5 separate regions of the Zea mays genome follow, and all the other regions are linked to region 1. A link is a contact called in public Hi-C data. All regions are on one chromosome and are shown on one strand. Each heading gives the region's core, a stretch centred on a gene start, on an enhancer-like site or on the middle of the called end of the contact. The rest is flanking DNA. Distances are from core to core; before and after follow the strand shown.

Region 1 (2,689 bases), core at 132-2,631:
TTTTGATTTATGATCCTTGTGACTCCCTTGTTACATTTTTTTTTCCTTTTCTGTATATACATACAAAACAAGATATCTTACTCTCGAGAAAACACCCCACGTTTTTGTCACAAAGAAAGAGCACTTGCAAACCTGCCCTAGCACTGCAAGTCAAGCGAAGATCTAGATGCATGTGAAATCTATAGTAATTCATGGTTGGAGACACTCTATTCAAGTGGGAACCTATAGGTAAAAGTATAACACTCCGATATACTGTTTAACTACATCTACAGACGGACCAACTGATTGTACACACTTTTGAAACAAAGGTTAGAAACTGTTGACTTGTTTAACTAATAACAACAAAAGAATGCAATCACCAACACGATGAAAATACAGCTACAGCAAGACAATAGTCCAACAACATCAACACAGAAAGCACCTAAAAGCATCATCTCAGCATCGCTTATGGATTTTGTATTGTGGAATAGGACTATTAACTATGCAAATCAATCACCCCAGCATTCCATACTTCCGGAGATCAAAGGATGAAATCAGTGACACCATACTACTACACAATAGTATCACACCTATTCATTATAGCATCCAAAGTTATCGTGACACAATGAATCTTTACGAATTTGCAGCAGAAGTGCAGAACAGCATGCATTCGACGTTCCAGAGCTTTACAATCCAGCCGTTTGGTTAGCTAGATCTCTACAGCACTGACCGAAATCAAATCGACACGAGTGGCACCCAATCAGCGGCTCGGCGCATAAGAACAGAGACACGGGCAGCGGTGTACATAGTGGCACCGACCTGAGACGAGGACGAGGTGCCGGCGGCGCTGTACTGAGCGGGCGTAGTAGAGTGGAACAGCCGGCGCGGCGGCACCTGGAGCCCAGCTCCGCCGGCCCCGACGGGAAACCGCCCCAAAGGCGCGGCAAACCACGCCGGCCTCCCCGTGGTGGCGCCGAAGGCGGAGGCATCACCCGCGAGCGGCGCGAGGGACCGCGGGAGTACCTCGCGGCTAACGCCGGGGCCCTGGCGGCGTTTGGTGGCGACCACAACCGCGCGGGCTGCGCGCGCTAGCCTGGACGCGGCGGAGCGCGCCATCGTGGCGGAGGGTTTTGGGTCTGGGTTTAGCGCTTTGCTGCGGACACTGGACTGGCCAAGCGGTTACGCCGCGAAGATGCTGGCTCGGTTATTTGTGGCGGCGGCGACGGTTGTTGGGAGGGCACAGCGGAGAGGAGTGGCGACGCTTGGAGAAGGGGAAAGAAGGTGTGCCGGCAGCGCAGGCGAAGCGAATGGAAGGTTGCAGAAGCTTCTACTAGATGCGGTGTTCGTCGACCTCCGTGCACGTCAACCGTCTGATCCGTAACCGACGGATACCGTTCGTAGCCGACTCAAGGGGGGGCACTCATCGTCGAGATAAGATGGAGAACTGCGTTCGGCGCGAGTTCTTCACTTTCGCTGCATCGTTTGCTCGGCAGCAGCAGCGGATGAAGGCGAGTATCCAAATCTTTTGCAAATTGCAAACGCATAAACTCCAAAACATTCAAACTACAGGGCTAGTTTGGTGTCAAGAAGATTGTATTAAGGTAAACCAAAATCTATATGTACTAAAGTGAATTGGAGGGTAAATTAGTTTACACCGTAAACCGCTTTAATATATGTGAATCAAAGTAAGTACTAATTGAATTGAAGTGTAAATTAGTTTACACCGTAAACGGCTTTAATATATACAAATTAAAGTAAATACTATAGTATCCAAACAAGCTCTAAGACGGATCGGTGTATTGAGGGGGATCGTGGGGTTGTCACCAAACCAGTGTTCACGCTTGATCTTCGCCTATAACTTCAGTCTCGGCAAGACTGACCACGATGCTGGAAACATGTTTCGATTTCTCAGGCTATCAAGCAATCATGCAAAATTGCAAATGACGAATGCTGGGATCTTTCTGGAACAGATTGCCAGTGACAATCAACAAAGGGAACAGCAAAACGATTTCCAAGAGGAAACAGGACAGCATTCCTTGGCTCATAACCATGCTGTATATATCACGATAGCCACAGTTAACACCTGACTTGAAAACATAGCCATACGAGTTAAGGTAGCAAATACCACATAGTTGATATTCGGACGTGACACTGGAACCTGGTCGCTAAACTGAAAAACCAAATGCAAAGGGCATTTGTGATGCAATCTTGCTACTATAAACAACTTTGGACCAATCAAGCGCCGAACCCCTCCACAACCACAAATGCGGAAAATCTCACACGAAGGCAGACTTGATGTAGAGAACTGAAACTTGCTAGACCAGTTCCCAGTCCCCATCAATGAAGGAGACGCCATCGTCTGCGCGGTCCTGCATTGAAAAAAAAACGCATGGTTCACATAAAAATACGGGGCCGTAATGCTAACTACTCTCGAATATAAAAAAAAAGATGTATAGGACCATACCGGCCTAAACATGTCCACGACAATGTCATCCAGACCACCACTAAGTCCCCTTTGCAGCCTACCTGTCCCCATGAGTTCGTTGTTGTAGTTTAGATGACTGCTGACAGCTTGGTGATCAATCCTGCCATCTTGCAGAGGGGGGACAACACAACCACCTGAATTGCTACCACCCAGTGTCTGCCCTGGAACAACAGAACCGTCTATGCGAAGGTTCGGCAATGTAGAGTTGACGCCTGAATTACTAAG
Region 2 (2,689 bases), core at 89-2,588, 440 kb before region 1:
TCTGCACAAGTACTAGAACGCAAAGGTAACGACAAGCCGCGCGCCTGCATGCGACGTGTCAGTCAAAAGAAGAACAGCGCTTCTGCTTACATACGGCGGCCTAATCAATCAAAAACCTCGGCAACAAAGGTGGTCATAAAGAAACGGTGCAAGTACGTACTGATCCTCGCCCCCCGTGCGGCGAGCACTATGAAAGGATGTTTGGTCAGTCAGAATTAGGCAACGGCGGCGGCACGGCGATACGTATATACTACTTACTTGTTGGTAGCTAGTTCGCCGGATTATTCTGATTCCATTAGTTTGGGCCTCCGGAGCTCACCTAGCAAGGAAATTAAGCCGCAGCCATCAGGAGCGACCTTTCCCTCACCTAGACTAGAGCTACCAGCAGTACCACCACATGCGCATGCTCTTCTCTCTCTTTTTTCTTTTCTTTTTTTTGTAAAAAAAAGTTTGTTTAGAAAACAGAAACAGAGAAAGTCTAAAATCTGCCGGATTAATTAGTGCTAACTAAGCTACCACTACCAGGCTCTCGCTCTTCCGACCAGAAAGGCTGGTCAACAAGCTAAAGTCGTCAATTGGTCCCCCCGCCGATCTTTCCTAGGCATGTGTGGTGGTGTATTTTCTTGACTTCCGGAGCCACCGCCACCCAACCTGCAGGCGACCATCGCCGTCATCCTCTCGCGGCTCATCCGCAGGCCGACATGCTATCCGAGGCCAACCAAGGCTTCGCTCACCCGCCTCCGTCCCACCCGACTCGTGACAAATAGGCGTACCAGCACTGAAAAAAAATATTTCAGCAGAGAGGCAGAGGCCACGGCGTCGGCGTCGCCATCACGGTCAGTCACGTCTTCTCCTGCTGGTCCATCGGCAACCTCCAGTGCGCTTCGTCGTCGTCGTCCTCCGACCCCCGCCCCGGGCCCCACCACTCGCCTATTCTTCTAGTAGTTGTAGCAGCAGTATTCCCCCGCCACATTCGCGTGCGCGAATTCCACGGCCCCTTGTTTGTTTATGCGGTCTCTCGTCTCGCCTCAGCTCAGCTGCTGATTCGATCGCCGCGCGACCGGAGAAGAGGACAGGCGCGTGTGCGAGTGATGGCGACGTGCGCTGGGCTGGCACTGGCAGCGCCTCTCTCTCTCTCTCTCTCTCTCTCTCTCTCTCTCTCTCTCTCTCTCTCTCTCTCTCTCTCTCTCTCTCTCTCTCTCTCTCTTCTTCTAGCCGATGAGACCGCCCGGACGGACCATCCTCCTTCGATATTCCCGGCCGGGTCGTCGAGTCCCCCAGTCCCCAGTCCTTATATAAATCACGCCATGTCCCGAGCAATCGCCACTCCAACTCTCAAGCGTCTCTACTCCTCTTCCTCCTCTCTCTACTCTCCAAGTTCTCTTCTCCGTCGACCGCTCTACACGTCTCTTGTCGACCTGGACACCGAGGTGGAAGAAGGAAGCAGTCAGCAGATGGATCCATGGATCAGCAGCCAGCCTTCTCTGAGCCTTGACCTGCGCGTCGGCCTGCCGCCGCTCAGCCTCCACCACCAGGCGCCGGTGGCCGTCGCCTTGCCCAGGCCCAAGCTGCTCGTCGAGGAGAACTTCCTCCTGCCGCCTCCAAAGAAAGAACCAGAGGTACGCATATATACACTACACTCCGATCCTATGTGCGACGCAAGCATGCACCCACCCCACCTGGACTGGACGGAGACGGCGGGCGTGACGACGAGCAAAGACTCTAACGGACTGTCCCCTTGATTTGATCCCAGGTCGCGGCTCTCGAGACGGAGCTGCAGCGGATGGGCGAGGAGAACCGGCGCCTGGCGGAGGCGCTGGCCGAGGTGGCCTCCAAGTACGAGGCGCTGCGGGGGCAGTACACGGAGATGGTGGCCGCGGCGGCCACGGCCTGCGGGAACCACCCGTCGTCCACGTCGGAGGGCGGGTCCGTGTCGCCGTCGCGGAAGCGCAAGAGCGAGAGCACGGACACCGCGCCGCCCGCGCAGCAGCTACTGCACCAGCACTACCCGGCGGTGGCGCCGGACCAGACGGAGTGCACCTCGGGCGAGCCGTGCAAGCGCATCCGGGAGGCGGAGTGCAAGCCCAGGGTGTCGAAGCTGCACGTGCACGCCGACCCGGCCGACCTCAGCCTGGTGGTCAAGGACGGGTACCAGTGGCGCAAGTACGGGCAGAAGGTTACCAAGGACAACCCCTGCCCGCGGGCCTACTTCCGCTGCTCCTTCGCCCCGGCCTGCCCAGTCAAGAAGAAGGTGCAGCGCAGCGCCGACGACCCCACCATCCTGGTCGCCACGTACGAGGGCGACCACAACCACGGCCAGCCCCCGCCACAGGCGCAGGCGCCGCACGACGGCTCCAGCCCTGGCGCCAGCAAGAAGCCGCCGTCGCCGCCGAGGCCGGTCGCCGCCGCTCCGGCGCCGCTCCACCACCAGCAGGTCCAGCAGCACCAGCAGCAGCAGGCGGTTGGCGCGGTGAAATGCGAGCCGCCCGTGGCCGCGGCGGCGTCGGAGCTCATCCGGCGGAACCTCGCGGAGCAGATGGCCATGACGCTGACGCGGGACCCCAGCTTCAAGGCGGCGTTCGTCACCGCGCTGTCCGGCCGGCTCTTCGAGATGTCGCCGACCAAGGACTGACGGAACGGATCGGATGGATTGGGAGATTGGCATCGCAGGAGATTCTGGATCAGATTG
Region 3 (2,689 bases), core at 97-2,596, 390 kb after region 1:
AAGCAAAACGATAATACAGGTAGGTGGTTTTAGACACTGGCGCACTTTGTATGTATATTAGGAGTACAAATTAATGAATGATGATGAACACAGCAAAATTCATTCGGGCGTCGCAGAAATATGGATGCTTCGAAACCAAACTGAACTAGGTAAATTTGGAGTTTCAAAGGTGACACGGTTCCTTAATAAACTCCGAAAGGAAGAACATATATTTTCTGCAATTGAGTTATATACGACAATATTATTGACGCAGTCGACTGTTTCCTTATAGAGTTGAATAGGATTATTAGAGTTGAATAAGCAAATGAAACTCCAGTAGATTCAACTTCCTGAATGGAAAATCCGAAAACGAATGATCCGCGTTTTCTGTGCAACTTGTAATAGACTATCCCAGTATACGCTCAAAAACTTGTAATAATAGAATATGATCCCGACGATTTTCGCCCTACGATTTATAACGTGGTTTGCCCACCAAATGAGCACTAAATTTCGCCTCCCCAGTCCCCACCAAAAAAAATGAGCAAATTGCGACCAAAAGGCGCAATTTTGCTTCAGCGAGGATGAAGAACCCAGGAACATTACTTCAAAAACACACTGAAACCCCGCAAAAGAAGAAGAAGAAGCGCGAGGTTTTGATACAGCATTCCAGCCTACTGCCTACCTAAGGGAGGAGGCGCCACGGCCGAAGGAAGCACGGAGGCCACGCCGCCGCTGGCGGTGGGTGCAGGCTGCAGCGCGGGCTGAGCCGCCGGTGGCCATCCCGGAGAAGGCGGCGTGGCCCTCCCATTGGCGACCAACAACGGGCGACACACCAGGAGCAGCAAGACGACGAAGGCGGAGGAACGGAGGAGCGGCGATGGCGGCGGCATTGACTTCACCACTACTCCTCCCCGCCTCCGTCCCTCTCCTTCCCGCGTCTCTCGTCTCGCGCACCTCTCCTCCGCAGGAGCAGACAGGGGCGTTACAACAGCAACGGGCACACTAAAGCCTGTGCCTTTCTGACCAGATACCATGCGAGTCAGGGAATCCAAAGGGGGAGGAAGAATGCAGCGGATACAGCACCACTGCACTGCTGCGCGCTCTCTCGGCTCTTCTCTGACCCTTGCGTGCACTCACTCCTCCCTCTGGTTTCTTGAGCCGCCAGTTGATCTCGCTCGCTCCGTTTCTTTTCCGCCAGCGTAACGCTGCAGGGAGACGGCGACAAGAAGAGGAGAGGGGGAGGGAGGGATCAGGAATGGTAGCCCGGTAAAGTCCTCAGGGGGTATAGGAGGAGAGGGACGGGCGGTGCTCAGCTCACAGGCTCTTGTAAAAGGTTGGTGGTCGCGTGGAGCAAAGGAGGGCAGCTTGCCCCAATTGTCATGTGGCAGTTGCGAAAAGGCACCGCAGGCCCGCTGCTGTGGATGGCGATCGCCCCTCGCCTCGGCCTGCGGGTAATGCCGCCGCATGCGCTGTGCTGCCGCGCGCACCAACCTCAGTTTCCGTGCAGGTGATGATGCAGCCTGCAGCTGCTCTGCACGACACGGTCCTATCGGGCATCGGCCCCGTCCCCTCCGCCGAGTGAACTTCCGCCACGGTACAGCAGCTACAGTGCTACAATAATCAGCAAGCAAAATAATGCTGTTTACATTGACTAAAATAAGGGGATGGTTGTGTCCGGTGGATAATATAGATCAATTATCTTCGGTCGTTTATATTTGATCCTTTCCAAGTTTATATACATATCGTTGCTTTGTTATATTATGTAGCTGGAGATTTTTTTTCTTTCCTTTTTTTAATATAGTCGACAGCTCTTGTGCGTATGATCATCTAAAACAAAAGCAAAAGCACAACTTAACGACACGTTTGGATTGACGAATAGACTCATCCTGAATCATCCGAACCTAAATCCGAACTTGGATGTTCTGTTTGGTTTGTGTCACGAGGTGAACCGATCCGTCGTCAAGCTATCCTTCGTGGTCTTCCCTGCAAGCGTAAGTTGACGAACGAGCTGGTTCCTCGAAAAAATATCGGATGACTTCGTCCTTCTCGTCTCTAAACCCATGATGGATGATTCCACTCTAGACTAGATGCTGCTGCAATCCAAACACATCATAAAAGTTTAGCTCATAGCCTAGCTCTGTTTTGAACTTGAAAGGGAATTAGGCTTACACCTAGTCCCTAATTAATTTTGGTGGTTGAATTGCCCAACACAAATATTGGACTAACTAGTTTGCTCTAGTGTATAAGTTATACAGGTGCCAAAGGTTCACACTTAGCCAATAAAAAGACCAAGTAGTGGTTTGACAAAAGAGCCAAGAGATAACCGAAGGCACCTCTGGTCTGGCGCACCGGACTGTCCGGTGTGCCACCGGACATGTCCGGTGCACCAGAGGACTCAGACTTCAAACTCGTCACCTTCGGGAATTTCCAGAGGCGACTCCGCTAAAATTCACCGGACTGTCCGGTGTGCACCGGACAGTGTCCGGTGCTCCAACGGAACGCGGCTCAGAAACTCGCCAGCCTCGGGATTTCACGAAGGCTGCTCCGCTATAATTCGCCGGACATGTACGGTGAGCACCGGACTGTCCGGTGGATCCTCGGAGCAACGGCTACTTCGCGCCAACGGCTACCTGCAGAGCATTTAATGCGCGCACTGCGCGCGCAGAAGTCAGGCGTGCCCATACTGGCGCACCGGACACTGAACAGTACA
Region 4 (2,689 bases), core at 71-2,570, 320 kb after region 1:
AAGTAGACCCCACCATCTAGGTTCGAGTCCAGTTCAACTTGAACTGGGTGTTTATTTTCTTCTTAATGCAAATCAATAATCAACTAGCTCCTCCTAGGTTGTATAATTTTTTAAAAGAAATTTCAAACAAGAAAATAACAGCAGTGTGGAAAAAATCAAGAAAGATAAACTGAAGATTAGTTGATACATACTTGGCACCAATGCAGTCCATGGTACATATAAACGGCTCATCGTTGTCTCCTAGGCCAGCAATAACTGGTTGGCAGAAGTATGGTCCAAACCTACATATGACAAAATACTTCTGTCAGAGGTTCGAAAAAGGATATGTAAGGTGACAAACAGCAGACTGAATCCACACAAATATCCGAAACAGCACACTTCCTTAAGATAACCGAGAAATAAGTGAATAGCATAAGCTTAATATCAGCCAGCAGAGCACGGAGAAGCATTCAAATACTGGCCTCCCAAAAGCCCAATGGTTCTCAATTTCTGAAGTGGAGATAACGACATTAGTACTTCACAGTTCACATTTCCAGGGTATCCTTCATTCGGCATGTGAATGTGATTTACCTCCATGCACACCAAGGAAATCACAGATACACCATGCCTACAAATGAATCTGTCAAAAATTGTGGGTTTGTCACCTTTTCTCATAGAGGAGGGCTGAAACAAGGCTGGCAAAGGTTTCGGGCTTCATGTCCCTCTCCTCCATCAGCTGGTACAACTTGTGCCTGAACACCAGCCGCTGATACCTGCACAAAGAGGACAACGACATGCATCAAACCCAAATCATAAACCATGTACGGTCCCCGTCTCCAAAACGGAGCGCCGAAACCAAACGAATCGAGGATCCGGGACACCCACAGCGTCTGGGCGTCGGTGGCGAGCCCCGAGAGCCCGATGTAGAGCTTGTCGTGGACCTTGAACACCCGTCGGAAGTCGGTGGCGATCGTCTGCAGCTGCACGCCGAGGCGGCGGTCGCTGGCGATCGCGAAGCAGTTCTTCCCCACCATCGCCACCACGGCGCTCCCGTTGTACTCGAAGATCTGAGCACCAAGAAACGAGCAGCCGAGCGAGGCGGGGCGTGACCATGAGTTGACAAAGCTAGGATCTCAGAGCACACGGAGCGAGAAGCGGAGGTTGGAAACTAGGGCTCCGGAGGGCACTCACCGACATGACCCTGACCTGCGCGGCGGCAGCGGAGGCGGAGGCGACGGCGAGAACGGAGAAGGCAGCGGCGCAGGTTGATTTCCGCCGGCGTAAAAAAAACGAACTTGCGGAGTACCAACCGGACTCCGGACTGTGACTGGATGCTGGGCCTATCCGGACTATGGGCTCTGAAGAGGTAACCAGCTCGTTCCAGACCTTTTTGACGGAAGGCCCATTATTCACTATTGCACTGACTGTGAAGAGTTGCAAATGCTCGAAAGAGGCCCTCGCTTGCGCGGAGCCCATCAGAGTGATCGTGAATTTCATCATGATGAGTAGGGTGTAAACGGATATTAGAATTGTTAGGATAAATTTAATATTTTAAAATAGATATGTATGAAATTTGATGTTGATCTTTTTATGTTATGAAGCATATTATTATAAATGATAAAATATTATATATAAATTATTTATACATTATTTGCTCCTTACAACCAAAAAAGTGAAAAATATCCGTATCCAAAATTTATATCTATTATTTGAGAAGATATATGATAAATTTGAGATTTATCTTTCATAAATATTTACAAGCTTAATGCTAAAAACAAGAATATAAATTTGTATAATAGATTCTATATTCTATTAATTCACAATTAAAGAAAAAAGATCAAAAAATTGATATCTGAATAAGTATCCGTTTGCTCTCCTAATGATGAGTCGTGGTAACAGGTTAATCAATATGAGTACTGTTGTACAACCTAAGAAGATGTTTGGGAGTGAAGTTTTTTCACAGTTTTGAAAAAATACTGTTATATTCTCAAATACTATAGTATTATATACATAATAGTGTTTGGCAAGCTAGCTAAAAATCTATGTCTTCAAAATTAAAACATTGCAAGTACTGTAGTTGTTTTAAAATATTGTAAACTTAGGTTTGAATCTAAATTCCAAAATTGTAGTATTTTCAACTGTGGTATTCTCATGACTAAAGTATATTGTAGTATTTGTAAAAATTATGGGTTTCAAAAACTTTGTTCCCGAACAGGGCCTAAGGCTCTCTCCAACAAGAAACGCTGAAGCATTCGGTACGCTATATTTAGCATGTACCATCGTCCTCAATGTCTCCAACAAGCACATGTAAAGTGTTCGCTAAAATTTAGCGGAGCTCCAGCGTCCGCCAAATCTAGCATCTCCTGTGCGTCCGCTATTCTATTAGCTCTCGTACGGGCCAAACCTAGCATCTCCTGTCCGTCCGCTATTCTGTCAGCTCTCGTACGGAAGTCATGCCTGCTACCATCATAGCGCCAATAAAAAACAAACAATGCTAGGAAGAAATATATTGTCGTCTCCGCTGACCAGAAAAAAAGAACGAAAAAATGGAACCAAAAGATCTACTGTGGACATATGTGAGAACGACCATTTCATATATTCGACATCTTTTAGTTGTACACAAATATTTTACTATGTATTCTACAATGATTTGTAATTTGTTGCAAAAATACGGTTGCAATAAATTATGTTAATATGGTTACCAAAATAT
Region 5 (2,689 bases), core at 68-2,567, 270 kb before region 1:
TTTTCTATTTAGTAATAAATACCTGACCAACTAAAAGCAACTGATTCAAGCTTAATTCCACATACAGCTAGTCCACTTTAGCCAAACGGGACATTTACTGAGTACGTTGATGTGTACTCACCCTTGCTTTAAAAACCACCCAACATCAGGTTGTCCCTATTGCAATAAGTGCTCAGGAGAAGATGAAGGCAACATGGAGGACTTTCAGGACTTCGACGAATTATAGTTGTGTTTAGTGGTGAACCCCCAGTCAGCTGCCTGTGAAGGCCTTATCGTACTATGTTTCGTGTTCGCACTTTGATCTATGTTAAGTTAATGACTCTGTGGATGTCTTGGACATCATGATGTAATAAGTACTTATTTCCGCTATTATTTTGAGCTATGTGTAATAATGTCCAATTATGTAATCGCTGTGTACGTGAATTTCTAATCCTGGCACGTACATGATTTACATTCGGTTTGTCGTCCAAAACCGGGTGTGACGAGCAGGGATGACAATTAAATGGGGACTAGAGCTGTAAAAGAGCCAGACTCAGCTCGACTCGATGCATGAGCAGGCTGAGCTCGGTTAGATTTAACGTTTCTACGATCTCGAGGTAGAGGCTTGACTCTGGCATGCAAGTCGGCCTGCTTTGCTTCTTGATTCTAGAGAAGATAACTAGTATAGGCAATGCACATGAATAATAAAGCATAGGCTAAGTAAAATCAATTGATCGAGCAATGTAGATAACATATAATGAAAAAAAATTAAGTAGATTTGTGTATCCAAATTTTTGGGCTCTTAGTCTCTATTAAATCAATTTGGACCTAGCTCGTGAGCCAGCTCAAGAGCTTGAACGAGCTGGCTCGACTCTAGCTACATAACAAAAGCCCAAAAACTTGTTGAGAACTATGTTACCACGTATCACTAGATCCGCTTTCTTCGCTCCCGTCACCAGTAGAAGCGCGAGAAGTTATATAACCTCGTTCTCTTTCCTAGCAATCCATACACTCAGAGAACACACAAGACACAATATGTAGGATTGAGTCTCTGGTCTCTTTTTGTCGTTCTCATATTATGAGGGGTATAGGCTTCTTTATATAGAGACGTGAGACCACTCAAGAGTATATTCGGTATTTACCCACATAACCTTTTATTAGGGTTTCTCAACAAAACTAACTTCATTTGGCTCATCTAAGGCTCGGGAGTCGAACCGCTTCTAGCTCAAGTAGTCTCATAAACTTGGAGCTTTTTTCCAATTGAGGACCGCTGCAACCCGACAATATCAGCCGAAAAAAGATTGTGTGTTGGGCAAGAAGCTTACGACCCAGCAGTCACTCCATGACAATGAATCAGCCCATGTAAGACCGTGTATAGGGGCAAGAAGGTTACGGCCCAACAGTCTCTCTATGGCAACGAATGTGGCATTGGCCCAAAAAGTTAAGAAAAACGAATGTGGGCTCGACCCAAAAGTAGAAGTAAAGAAAAAGGAGAACAAATATCGTGGGCAGCAGTGTTACCCCAGGATTAAGTGGGCTAATACGAACATGTACTCTTTCGTTTCGTAATAATAACAAGATAAGTCTACCCATATTTTTGTCTCTTTGTATCTAGGAATGACAATGGTTCGGATTCGAGCTGGGTGGAGAAAAATCTATCCACGGTCGCATATGTGAAGTCTAACTAAACCCACTCACGATCATACCCACGGGTGTAATTCCAAACCCGTACCCGAACTCGTCGGGTTTCAGGTGGGTTTTAGGTCACTCATGGGTTTTCTACATTAAGGACTTTTAAACAATAATTCAACTATAAACAATTAAGTACTAATTCGGTGGCGGAGCCAGGAATTTTGGTTAAGAGGGCCTTTCTGCCATATTATTATATACTAGTTAGTTGCCCATACATTAATAAGGTTTCTATATATCATATAAATAGACTTTGCTCAAATGAGATATTTATTCAAACACGATTATGTTTCTTATTTTAAAATTATTACTATATAGTTACAATATCACTTCTTCATATAACACAAACATACATAAGTTACGGTGGTAGAAGCCAAACACCTCAAACCGAGTGGGTAGGGTTCTAATCTTTGGCACCCCAGTCTGTCTGGTTCAGATATAGAATCCTGAAAATTTGATTATAACTATGAGATGCGAGAAATCTGTTGTGAGCTGATGATTGTAAAAAAACTAAAATTTGTTTGGTTAAAACAAATATCAACTATAGATTCTATAAGAACATGAAAGTTTTGTAACATGAATGACAGAAATCTAGAAAATCTAAGGTAGAAGGTTATTCTGAATTGAACTAGAGAAATTAGTACATTTTTAGCAATCTATTTTACTATTGTACTCGTTTGATTGAGAATCTAGATTTTTGGCAGGAAATCTGGTTCAGAAAGCTAAACCAAACACTCTCTTATATTAGTAGAAATTTATATAACATATAACATTGTAATATCTGCTAGTTATAGTTTATATGCTCACCAAGTAACATATAACACGTCAACTAAGCAACATATATGCACAGGTGCAGGATAGTTCGTAGCGGAAACTGACTAACAACGACACGACAGGAGCCCTCGGTGGGGCGACGCATGGGCATAGAAGGACTACGATACGAGCGTGCAGCAACATATCACGGATTCACGATTTATAAACATGAAGAACGAGATCACGTGATAGGATTTCCGTTTAGTTG

The links. Hi-C and Micro-C count contacts between places; a contact is called where the count stands out from the background.
Region 2: a contact with region 1 is called in a Hi-C map of tassel, with 5 times the contacts expected there. The contact joins the promoter of LOC100279570 here to the promoter of LOC100217072 in region 1. A contact is called at or near these places in 4 of 25 Hi-C or Micro-C datasets (bundle sheath, ear, endosperm and 1 more).
Region 3: a Hi-C map of ear shows a contact between it and region 1, with 3 times the contacts expected there. The contact joins the promoter of LOC100282434 here to the promoter of LOC100217072 in region 1. A contact is called at or near these places in 4 of 25 Hi-C or Micro-C datasets (bundle sheath, ear, endosperm and 1 more).
Region 4: a Hi-C map of tassel shows a contact between it and region 1, with 7 times the contacts expected there. The contact joins the promoter of LOC100272320 here to the promoter of LOC100217072 in region 1. A contact is called at or near these places in 12 of 25 Hi-C or Micro-C datasets (bundle sheath, ear, endosperm and 5 more) and 2 of 3 datasets of contacts at active chromatin or transcription factors (leaf and seedling).
Region 5: a contact with region 1 is called in a Hi-C map of leaf, with 8 times the contacts expected there. The contact joins the enhancer-like site here to the promoter of LOC100217072 in region 1. A contact is called at or near these places in 2 of 25 Hi-C or Micro-C datasets (leaf and tassel).

The regions. Positions count from the first base shown.
Region 1 is chr5:95,342,820-95,345,508 of Zm-B73-REFERENCE-NAM-5.0, forward strand. It overlaps LOC100217072 (Chaperone protein ClpB4 mitochondrial), which reads right to left and starts at 1,382. Exons shown (of 10, transcript NM_001359556.1): 1 at 799-1,382. The coding sequence starts at 1,095. It overlaps LOC541638 (response regulator 9), which reads right to left. Exons shown (of 6, transcript NM_001111393.1): 5 at 2,444-2,689; 6 at 2,018-2,348. The coding sequence ends at 2,295.
Region 2 is chr5:94,905,899-94,908,587 of Zm-B73-REFERENCE-NAM-5.0, forward strand. LOC100279570 reads left to right here and starts at 1,339. Exons shown (of 2, transcript NM_001152567.1): 1 at 1,339-1,619; 2 at 1,754-2,689. The coding sequence starts at 1,455. The coding sequence ends at 2,632.
Region 3 is chr5:95,728,260-95,730,948 of Zm-B73-REFERENCE-NAM-5.0, forward strand. It overlaps LOC100282434, which reads right to left and starts at 1,347. Exons shown (of 10, transcript NM_001155345.2): 1 at 662-1,347. The coding sequence starts at 869.
Region 4 is chr5:95,667,509-95,670,197 of Zm-B73-REFERENCE-NAM-5.0, forward strand. LOC100272320 (Proteasome subunit beta type) reads right to left here and starts at 1,321. Exons shown (of 7, transcript NM_001146804.1): 1 at 1,171-1,321; 2 at 865-1,046; 3 at 645-752; 4 at 192-281. The coding sequence starts at 1,176.
Region 5 is chr5:95,075,479-95,078,167 of Zm-B73-REFERENCE-NAM-5.0, forward strand. No RefSeq gene overlaps it. Among protein-coding and RNA genes, the nearest start is that of LOC100275772, 54 kb to the right of the region's middle. Within about 2 kb of position 1,318, at least 16 of the 20 cell types and tissues checked have an H3K27ac peak or open chromatin away from gene starts, as enhancers often do. A contact at or near this core is called in leaf and tassel, where this site is marked.